Regions from separate parts of the Mus musculus genome. Here region 1 is linked to region 2. A link is a contact called in public ChIA-PET data. All regions are on one chromosome and are shown on one strand. Each heading gives the region's core, a stretch centred on a gene start, on an enhancer-like site or on the middle of the called end of the contact. The rest is flanking DNA. Distances are from core to core; before and after follow the strand shown.

Region 1 (4,170 bases), core at 1,369-3,868, 160 kb before region 2:
CGTATATCCCTATTGGCTCCAGAGCCCTGCTGACAAGTCGACATGTAGCAGAATTATCACTAAAATAATGGCTCCCCTGTCATGGTTATCCTTTCTCCTTGGCCCTCAGCACTATGCTACAATTCTCTCAAACCCCCAGCCCTCATCTTCTCCCTGAGAGATGTGATGTTGAGATAAGCTGAGCTGTGGTTGAGTGTGGTTCACCCTGGCCCTGGGCCCCCCGCTGCCACCTGGCTGCTTTTTTGCTCTGTACCAGAGCATGATGAGCCCCTCAGATAACTTCAGGCAGGGGCCAAGAGCTTACGTCATTTCCTTAAACAGGCAACAGACAAACACTAGCCTAAATTCCAAACTCCATATTCCTATAGGAGAGCCCCCCTCAGAATAGAATAAAGCTTTTTGCAGGACATGAAGGTGGAGTTCAGAGGTAGGAACCTGCCCCAATGGTAATCAAGCATGTGGTAGACTTACTGGCTTTTCTTTCATCTTTGCCTTTGCAGTCTTGGGGGCTTCATTCCACTTGCTAAAGATGTGTGGGTGTTAAAGTCACGCTATGGAAACAAAACATGCACAAACACGCGCCACAGATTTTCTTTTCTCCTTCTACATGAACAATGTTTTTGTGACTTTCTAGTTCTGTAGGTTTCTGCCTGCTTTTCACAATTTCTATTAAAAAAGAAACTCAGTTCCCACCAAGAAAAAAAATAGAAGAATATCCAAATTTTAAAATGTGCAAAAGTATGAACAGTTTCTGAGCAGGAAAAGAAAAATATCTGAAGGTTAATAATTGGGCTGGGCAGATGGCTTAGTGAGTAACCCTCTTTATATGTAAGTGTGAGGACCTGAGATAAAATCCCCAGCACCATGTGAATGGCAGAGGTGTGTTGTCTCTTCTATAATCTCAGGACTCAGGAATCGGAGACAGGAGATCCCAAGGGTAATCCGGTAAGCTGGTTAGCTGAATCAATAAGTTCTGGGTTCAAATAAGGGATCCTGCCTCAATATATAAGGTGAAGAGTAGCCAAAACATTCATGTCAATTTCAAGCTTCCACATCCACACTCACACATGTGGGTGCACACCTGCACCCACATATGTGAACATGCAGACACTCATCACACACACAATACAAGTAGTAATCATGAAAGTAGACATGCATGTTCAACAAGGTTAATATTTCATCTTTGTAATACGCACTTGTTTTGAGCTTAGTAGCAAATATTGGGGGTGAGGAATCAAGTACTCTCACCTATTCCTGAGAATGTGAAAATTGGTCCTGCCACATTGGGAAGGACTATGACAACATCTGTTAAGATGTAAAGTTGTTAACCATTGGCTCACAGAATTTTACTAGCTTCACATGGATGACAGAAACCTTGCACATGTTACTGATGATGGAATATCACCAGGAGAGGGTTACATACAGCATAGTGCATTCATCCTGTGGAAATGCCATGCAGCAGTAAACAAGATGATGAAGGTCAACTTATACAAATATTGGAAGATCCCTATGGCTCTGAATAATCAAAACAACTTGCATACCATATGCTTAATGGGCTAGCATTGTTAATTGCAAAGTCAACCTGTCTGGGAATATATGTGTTGGAGTTTCTTTTCCTACTGCTGTACCCTGACAAGAGCCACTTTAAAAAGAAAGTATTTTTTTTCTGGCTCACAGTTCAAGGTGAAGTCCATCATGGTAAAAAATGGTGGCAGGAACTTGAAACATCTGGTCACATCAAATTCATTATGCATAGAAGACAGCAATGAATGAATGCATGGTATGCTAATGATCAGGACAATTTCCACATCTATACAATCCAGGATTCCCTGCTCAGGAAATGGTGCTACCCACTACTCAGATTGGTCTTCCTACATCAGTTAACATCTCCAACACAGATGATTCAGAGGACCATCTCCCAGGTGATTCTAGAGCTTGCCAAGTTCACACTAATACAAACTACCATAATATGTTTGTTTATAATGGTACACGAAAGGCTTTGAAAAGGCTTCAAGCCAAATGTCTACAATGCTTACCTCCAGGAAAAGTCACGGTGGTGGTGAAAGGCAGTTAAGCAAGAGTTTGGCTTTGCAGTCGCCGATATTTTACTATGAAAGAGTTCTGAGAAACAAACTGCAAAACTGTGTGTGCAGTATGGGATGTTCAACACAATAAGCATTTAAAGAGTCTAATAAGTTCTCTATCTGCTGGGCAACAACACAAAATCTTGAATTTGTTTTAAATATTAAGTAGACTTTGTTCTTAGGAAGTTGTTATAAAAACCATCTTGTTTGTTAATCTGTCTTTATTTATCAGATTATTAAGAACAAAGATCAGTTCTTTGCACCCAACCCTCCCCCACCCACCCCACCCCACCCCCCCACACACACACATGACTCAGAGACTGTAACTCATCCTCGTGATGTGATTTCCACCTGCTACCTTTCAGGATGTCTAAACCACATTCAAGCCTGGATGATCTGCTGATAGCTTAGTTTCCAAACTTCCGTGCCAGCCGACTGTCAACTCATAATTTTAGAGCCGATGAAACCCAGAGACACCTGACTTGATGGTGGGGCCTGGACTGTGGGTTACACCTGACAACAGGCACTTGGCTTCCTGACCCCAAACCACACAGTTTCCGCCTGGCCTTGTGAGTATCCTAGTCACATGCCATCTTGTCACTGCTGCCAGGCTGAGCTTCAGAACAGGTGCTAGTGATCAGTGGGGCTGGTCCACTGAAGCCATCTCAAGAGATATGTTTGTTACAGCATCCTAAATCATGCACCTCACTGCTGCTTAATGCAAAGATAGGGAGATTTGGAGGAAAGCACAAAGCTATGTCTGGGAGTGTGGGAGAATTGTTGGCATAGCCAGACTCTCAACGAGCTTGGAAGAAACAAATGACAACCCTGGAGGAAATGGCTTTAGCCACTGGTTATTTGATAACATAAATGCCACCCCAAGCTCTCCCAGACCTCAGAGTGATCTCTTTTCTCTGGCCTAACCTTTTTTTTCTCAATAAGATGGAGACTTTGTGACTCCCAAGTGATAGAATTTACATTCTCAGCCGGGCGTGGTGGTGCACGCCTTCTATCCCAGCCCTCGGGAGGCAGAGGCAGGCGGATTTCTGAGCCCAAGGCCAGCCTGGTCTACAAAGTAACTTCCAGGACAGCCAAGGCTACACAGAGAAACCCTGTCCCAAAAAACAAAACAAAACAACAACAACAAAAAGAACTTACATTCTCTTCCAAACTATCCCCAGACTTTACCCACATTGCTTTCAGGCACCATCCCCAAAAAGAATGTTTATCAAAGATATTGGCAATTGCAGACTCAACACCAGTTGCATTTGTACTAAATGTCAAGAGGGGCTGCATCCTACCCTAGGCAGGGGAGAAAAGAACTTGGCAGCCCAGCATAGCATACAACCAATTATTCACTGAGACATTGACTGAACACAAAAGTAGAAAAACAGTGACCAAAGAGGCATGTCAGACTTAGCATGGCAGACATAGATTCTTCCATATCTTATTCTCAAAAGTGGTCAAGAAATCCCAACAAGACAGATACATGACAGTGTGTATGTCACATAATTGAGAGAAAGCTTCCCAGGACAAATCGGCTGTGAAAGTAGGTGAAGGCCTGTGTACCCTCACACCACACCACAGACCTAAACATGATAAAAGCAATCTACAGCAAACCAGGAGCCAACATCAAAGTAAATGGAGAGAAGCTGGAAGCAATCCCACTAAAATCAGGCACTAGACAAGGCTGCCCACTTTCTCCCTACCTTTTCAACATAGTACTTGAAGTATTAGCCAGAGCAATTCGACAACAAAAGGAGATCAAGGGGATACAAATTGGAAAGGAGGAAGTCAAAATATCACTTTTTGCAGATGATATGATAGTATATATAAGTGACCCTAAAAATTCCACCAGAGAACTCCTAAACCTGATAAACAGCTTCGGTGAAGTAGCTGGATATAAAATTAACTCAAACAAGTCAATGGCCTTTCTGTACACAAAGGATAAACAGGCTGAGAAAGAAATTAGGGAAACAACACCCTTCTCAATAGTCACAAATAATATAAAATATCTCGGAGTGACTCTAAATAAGGAAGTGAAAGATCTGTATGATAAAAACTTCAAATCTCTGAAGAAAGAAAT
Region 2 (4,120 bases), core at 1,149-3,648:
TGGTATGCCTCCTCAACTGTGCCATTGGCATGGTGTTCACCATGGAGGCTGGGAACTACTGGTTTGACCTATTCAATGACTATACAGCCACGCTGTCTCTGCTGCTCATTGTGCTGGTAGAGACCATAGCTGTGTGCTATGTGTATGGGCTAAAGAGGTAAGGCGACCTCAGACCCTGCCTTCTACATGGGGTAGCTAAGCTGCAGGGCCACACTTATAAGAAAACCATCCTTCCTCAATAGGCATGTCCCTTTTAGATGCCTCTTTGCCTTCAGATCTCATTCATCTCTTGCTTCCTCAGTTGGCCTGCATCCAACAGCCTCTTTCTATTTCCTGTTCTACACTTTTTATCATGGCATGCTTTCTGATCAGGGACTCAGCCTCCAGGCTTAGATACTTTGATCATTGGGGATTTTCAAGAACCCTGTCCAACACTGGGATGTTTTTAGTCTTCCAAGTGATGAAGTATGCATCGGAGCCAAAAATGTCACATAGAGCTTTCAAACTGGTGGCCAATGAAATGAAGATTACAGGACCTCCTTCATTAGGGGTCTGGCTAAAGTCTGGGAGAAAGTGCAATAATTGATATGTCTAGCACTTTCCTTGGTCTTCCGGGGACCACATGCTGAGAACCACTAGTCTAGGATCTTGTTCTTTTAGTCATCCTGTGAGGAGGGGAAGAGAGAGCCCTTCACAACCTCTTCTCTACTGCTCCACTCTACTTGCTCTTCCAAACACAAAGTGCCTGTTCTGAGGCCATCTCAAGGAGGAGTAGAGAATACTTGGACTCATCATCACTAATGGACAGAGTGGGTGGGTGGGCAGAGTGGCAATGTCATCCTTGCCCTGTGGACTGAGGAAACTGGCATCCCCCTCCACCATGCACCCTGGCTCCATCTTCTCCAGGAATTACCCTCAGGTCCACATCAGGAGCCTTCCTATGAAGGCCAACACTGGGGAGATGCCCCATGATCCCTTCCTTCTTGGTCATTCTCCCCTTAGGCAGCATCAGCCCTTTTCTCTTTTCCACAACACCTCCCCCAGGAAAGGAAGGGATCAGACAGGTTCAGGGTCACACTCAAAGATCACTGGTAACCAGAATAGCATCTTCCTAAGTGCAGAGGGTATGGATCCGGAGCCCCTCCCTCCAGGCTCTCCCCCTGTGGTCCAAACAGATTTGAAAGTGACCTTCGGGCCATGACTGGCCGCACCCTCAGCTGGTACTGGAAGGTCATGTGGGCGTTTGTGAGTCCACTGCTCATCGTCGGCCTCTTTATCTTCTACCTGAGTGACTACATCCTCACGGGAACGCTGCAGTACCAAGCCTGGGATGCTACTCAGGTATGTGATGTCCCTGCAGGGCTGAGGAACAGAGCAGAGCCAACAGTGTCACTCCAGAACACAGCCCTTCAGTGTCTGACACAGGAACCATTGCTGTGCTGTGTGTGTGTGTGTGGGGGGGGGGGGAATTACAGGTGACAGATAGCATGGGAGCTTCATCAACATGTTACAGATGCTCAATCTACTACAGCAGAACTGGGCTCTGAGTTTTCAACCACAATGTGTGAAGACCATAAAAGTCACCTCCACAGCATCCCAGTGGAACTTCCCCTAGACAATGAGGACATCCCTGTATGAGTAATGGTTCTTCCTTTGTAAGAGCTTCACCTAAGAGCTTTACATGTGGAAATAGTGCTCTCTATGGGTAAAAGAGAAAAGGTGGGAGTGTTTTTTGTGCATGCTTGCTGTAAAATTAATGTAGGGGGGGTGTAAGGGGTGTGTGTATGGCTGACCTACAGGTCCATTCCTTCCCATGTTACTTTTATTATTGCACTGACCAAAATCCTGACATCATAAATGCAGAGAAAAAATCTTGAGTCATAGTTTAGAAAGGTCAATCCACGATATCTTGGCCTTATTGGTTGGGCAGAGTGTCATGCCAACAAGAGCGTGAAGCAGCCTTTTTCTTCACTTCCTGATAGAAAACAGGGGAAGCCTCCAGACACCAGATAACCCAAGAATCAGTCCCCAGTAACATGCTTCCCCAGATAGAGCTTACTTCCTATCATTTCCAGAACCTTCCAAAGTGGAAGCTAGCAGCTGGAGAAAAAGCACCTGAGTCTGGAGGGAAGCGTTTCATATTCAAACCTAAACACCGACTCCCACCATTTCTCTTCCTTGTCTGGAACAGAGGCTGGAGTTGCCTCAGCTAGTGAAGGCTTCTCCTGTCTTTTTTTGCAGGGCCACGTGGTGACTAAGGATTATCCTACATACGCACTAGCTGTCATTGGGCTTCTGGTAGCCTCCTCCACCATGTGCATCCCTCTGGTAGCCCTGGGGACTTTTGTCACACGCCACTTCAAGATCAGAGAACAGTTTTCTGCAGCCTGAGAACTGGAGGTCCCACAGACTTCCTGTCAGTCACTGTTTCACAGCCACTCCCTATATATCCAGCAGTGGGAGGTCTACAGCTGCTTTTTAAAGCCACAAGTATTTTCTGCTTCCTGAATCTGCAAGGAAAATTAAATTCTCTGTATTAAATTGTAGGCTGACAGAAACCTAACTCTGACCATAAATGCTGAGGCTTTTACCCTTTTGTTTTTGTTTTCAAGACAGGGTTTCTCTGTGTAGCCCTGGCTGTCCTGGAACTCACTCTGTAGATCAGACTGACGTTGAACTCAGATCTACGTGCATCCCAAGTGCTGGGAATAAAGGTGTGCACCACCACTTCCCAACAGCTTTTATTCCTCCTCTTCCATGACGTATACTTTTGTTGTTAAAATTTATACCATTTGTATTATATAGCTCATAATAGATATAATTTTTGATCATTTTGATCTTTAGCTCTCATTCTTTACACACCACTACTACAGTCATGATATGCTAGACCACAAATTTACCTCTAACATTGCTTTTTTTGGTTGAGGTAGAGTCTTGGTATATATGGACCTCAGGTTGGTCTGGACCTATGCATTCCAGGTTAGGCTAGAATCTGTGATCTTCTAGCCATAGCCTCCCCATACTAGCACAACAGGTCATGTGCCACCAGGCCAGGTATATACGTTTTAGAACATTAATTATCCTTTTGTTTTTGTTTAAACCATTCCTTTGCAGAGGGGGTGGGTAAATGGGGAGGGAGCAGCCGATGCCAGCCTGGGTTCAAACACTCTCTTACTTCACCCATCCAGTATTTCTTGAAGCATATTGTATTCTTGACTGACAGGTTTCTTTCTTTTAGTAGTCTGAATGTACAGATAAATCCATTTTTTACAATCTAATGGATATTCCTTTATATGTGACTAGACTCTTGCTAATAGAGAAGGGGAAAATGAGCTGTAGACCAAACAATACAAAATAGAGATGTGGGGGAAAAACCTGGAGTGCTATATGCAACACAAAACTGTTAGGATTTTTTTTAACTAAATCTGATTTTACTATTAAGAACAACTGTGTGGGATGACGTAGTAATGCCCTGGTATACTACACATTTATTACGTAACTTCTTATAACTATGTTGTGAACCTCAAATACAATACATTTTATTAAAAATTAAGTGTGGAAGCCGGGTGTGGTGGTGCACGCCTTTAATCCCAGCACTCGGGAGGCAGAGGCAGGTGGATTTCTGAGTTCGAGACCAGCCTGGTCTACAAAGTGAGGTCCAGGACAGCCAGGGTTATACAGAGAAACCCTGTCTTGAAAAACAAAAAAAAAAAAAAAAAAAAAAAAAATTAAGTGTGAAGACCTTCCTCCCAGTGCCAGCCCTGAAGATCATGTGTAGCCTTTTTTCCATCAATGGATACCGGCTTTAAAGGTTGAAGATAGTGATTGATTCTCTAAGTCTTAAGACTGGGACTTTGCAATCTGGTTCTTGCTGACAAGATACCCACATGTTACAGAATGGTAGCTGTTAGATCAGTTTAAGTTTTTAGGTCTATGAGGTGATGTGAAGATGCCAGGAGCAAATTCAACCTTACAGTTACCTGTCATACCGGGATCTAGCTGGGACTCTTTGAGCACGCACACACATATTGATGTGTGTGCACAGTTCAACTCTAAATTGAGAATCAGAGTTTTGATTTTCAACTCACACTGCCCTAGACTTGTCCAAAATGAGTACTAC

Evidence for each region. ChIA-PET counts read pairs in DNA pulled down with a chosen protein or histone mark.
Region 1: a contact with region 2 is called in an RNA polymerase II ChIA-PET map of memory CD8 T cells, with 41 read pairs. The contact joins two enhancer-like sites. A contact is called at or near these places in 1 of 39 promoter capture datasets (macrophages), 3 of 115 datasets of contacts at active chromatin or transcription factors (CD8 T cells, bone marrow-derived macrophages and memory CD8 T cells) and 1 of 9 other capture datasets (adipose tissue).

What each region holds. Positions count from the first base shown.
Region 1 is chr9:123,752,994-123,757,163 of GRCm38.p6, reverse strand. No RefSeq gene overlaps it. Among named protein-coding and RNA genes, the nearest start is that of Ccr9, 12 kb to the left of the region's middle. Within about 2 kb of position 2,618, at least 59 of the 459 cell types and tissues checked have an H3K27ac peak or open chromatin away from gene starts, as enhancers often do. A contact at or near this core is called in memory CD8 T cells, where this site is marked.
Region 2 is chr9:123,593,264-123,597,383 of GRCm38.p6, reverse strand. It overlaps Slc6a20b (solute carrier family 6 (neurotransmitter transporter), member 20B), which reads left to right. Exons shown (of 11, transcript NM_011731.4): 9 at 1-157; 10 at 1,176-1,341; 11 at 2,242-3,561. The coding sequence ends at 2,391. Among named protein-coding and RNA genes, the nearest start is that of Slc6a20b, 37 kb to the left of the region's middle. Within about 2 kb of position 2,398, at least 13 of the 459 cell types and tissues checked have an H3K27ac peak or open chromatin away from gene starts, as enhancers often do. A contact at or near this core is called in memory CD8 T cells, where this site is marked.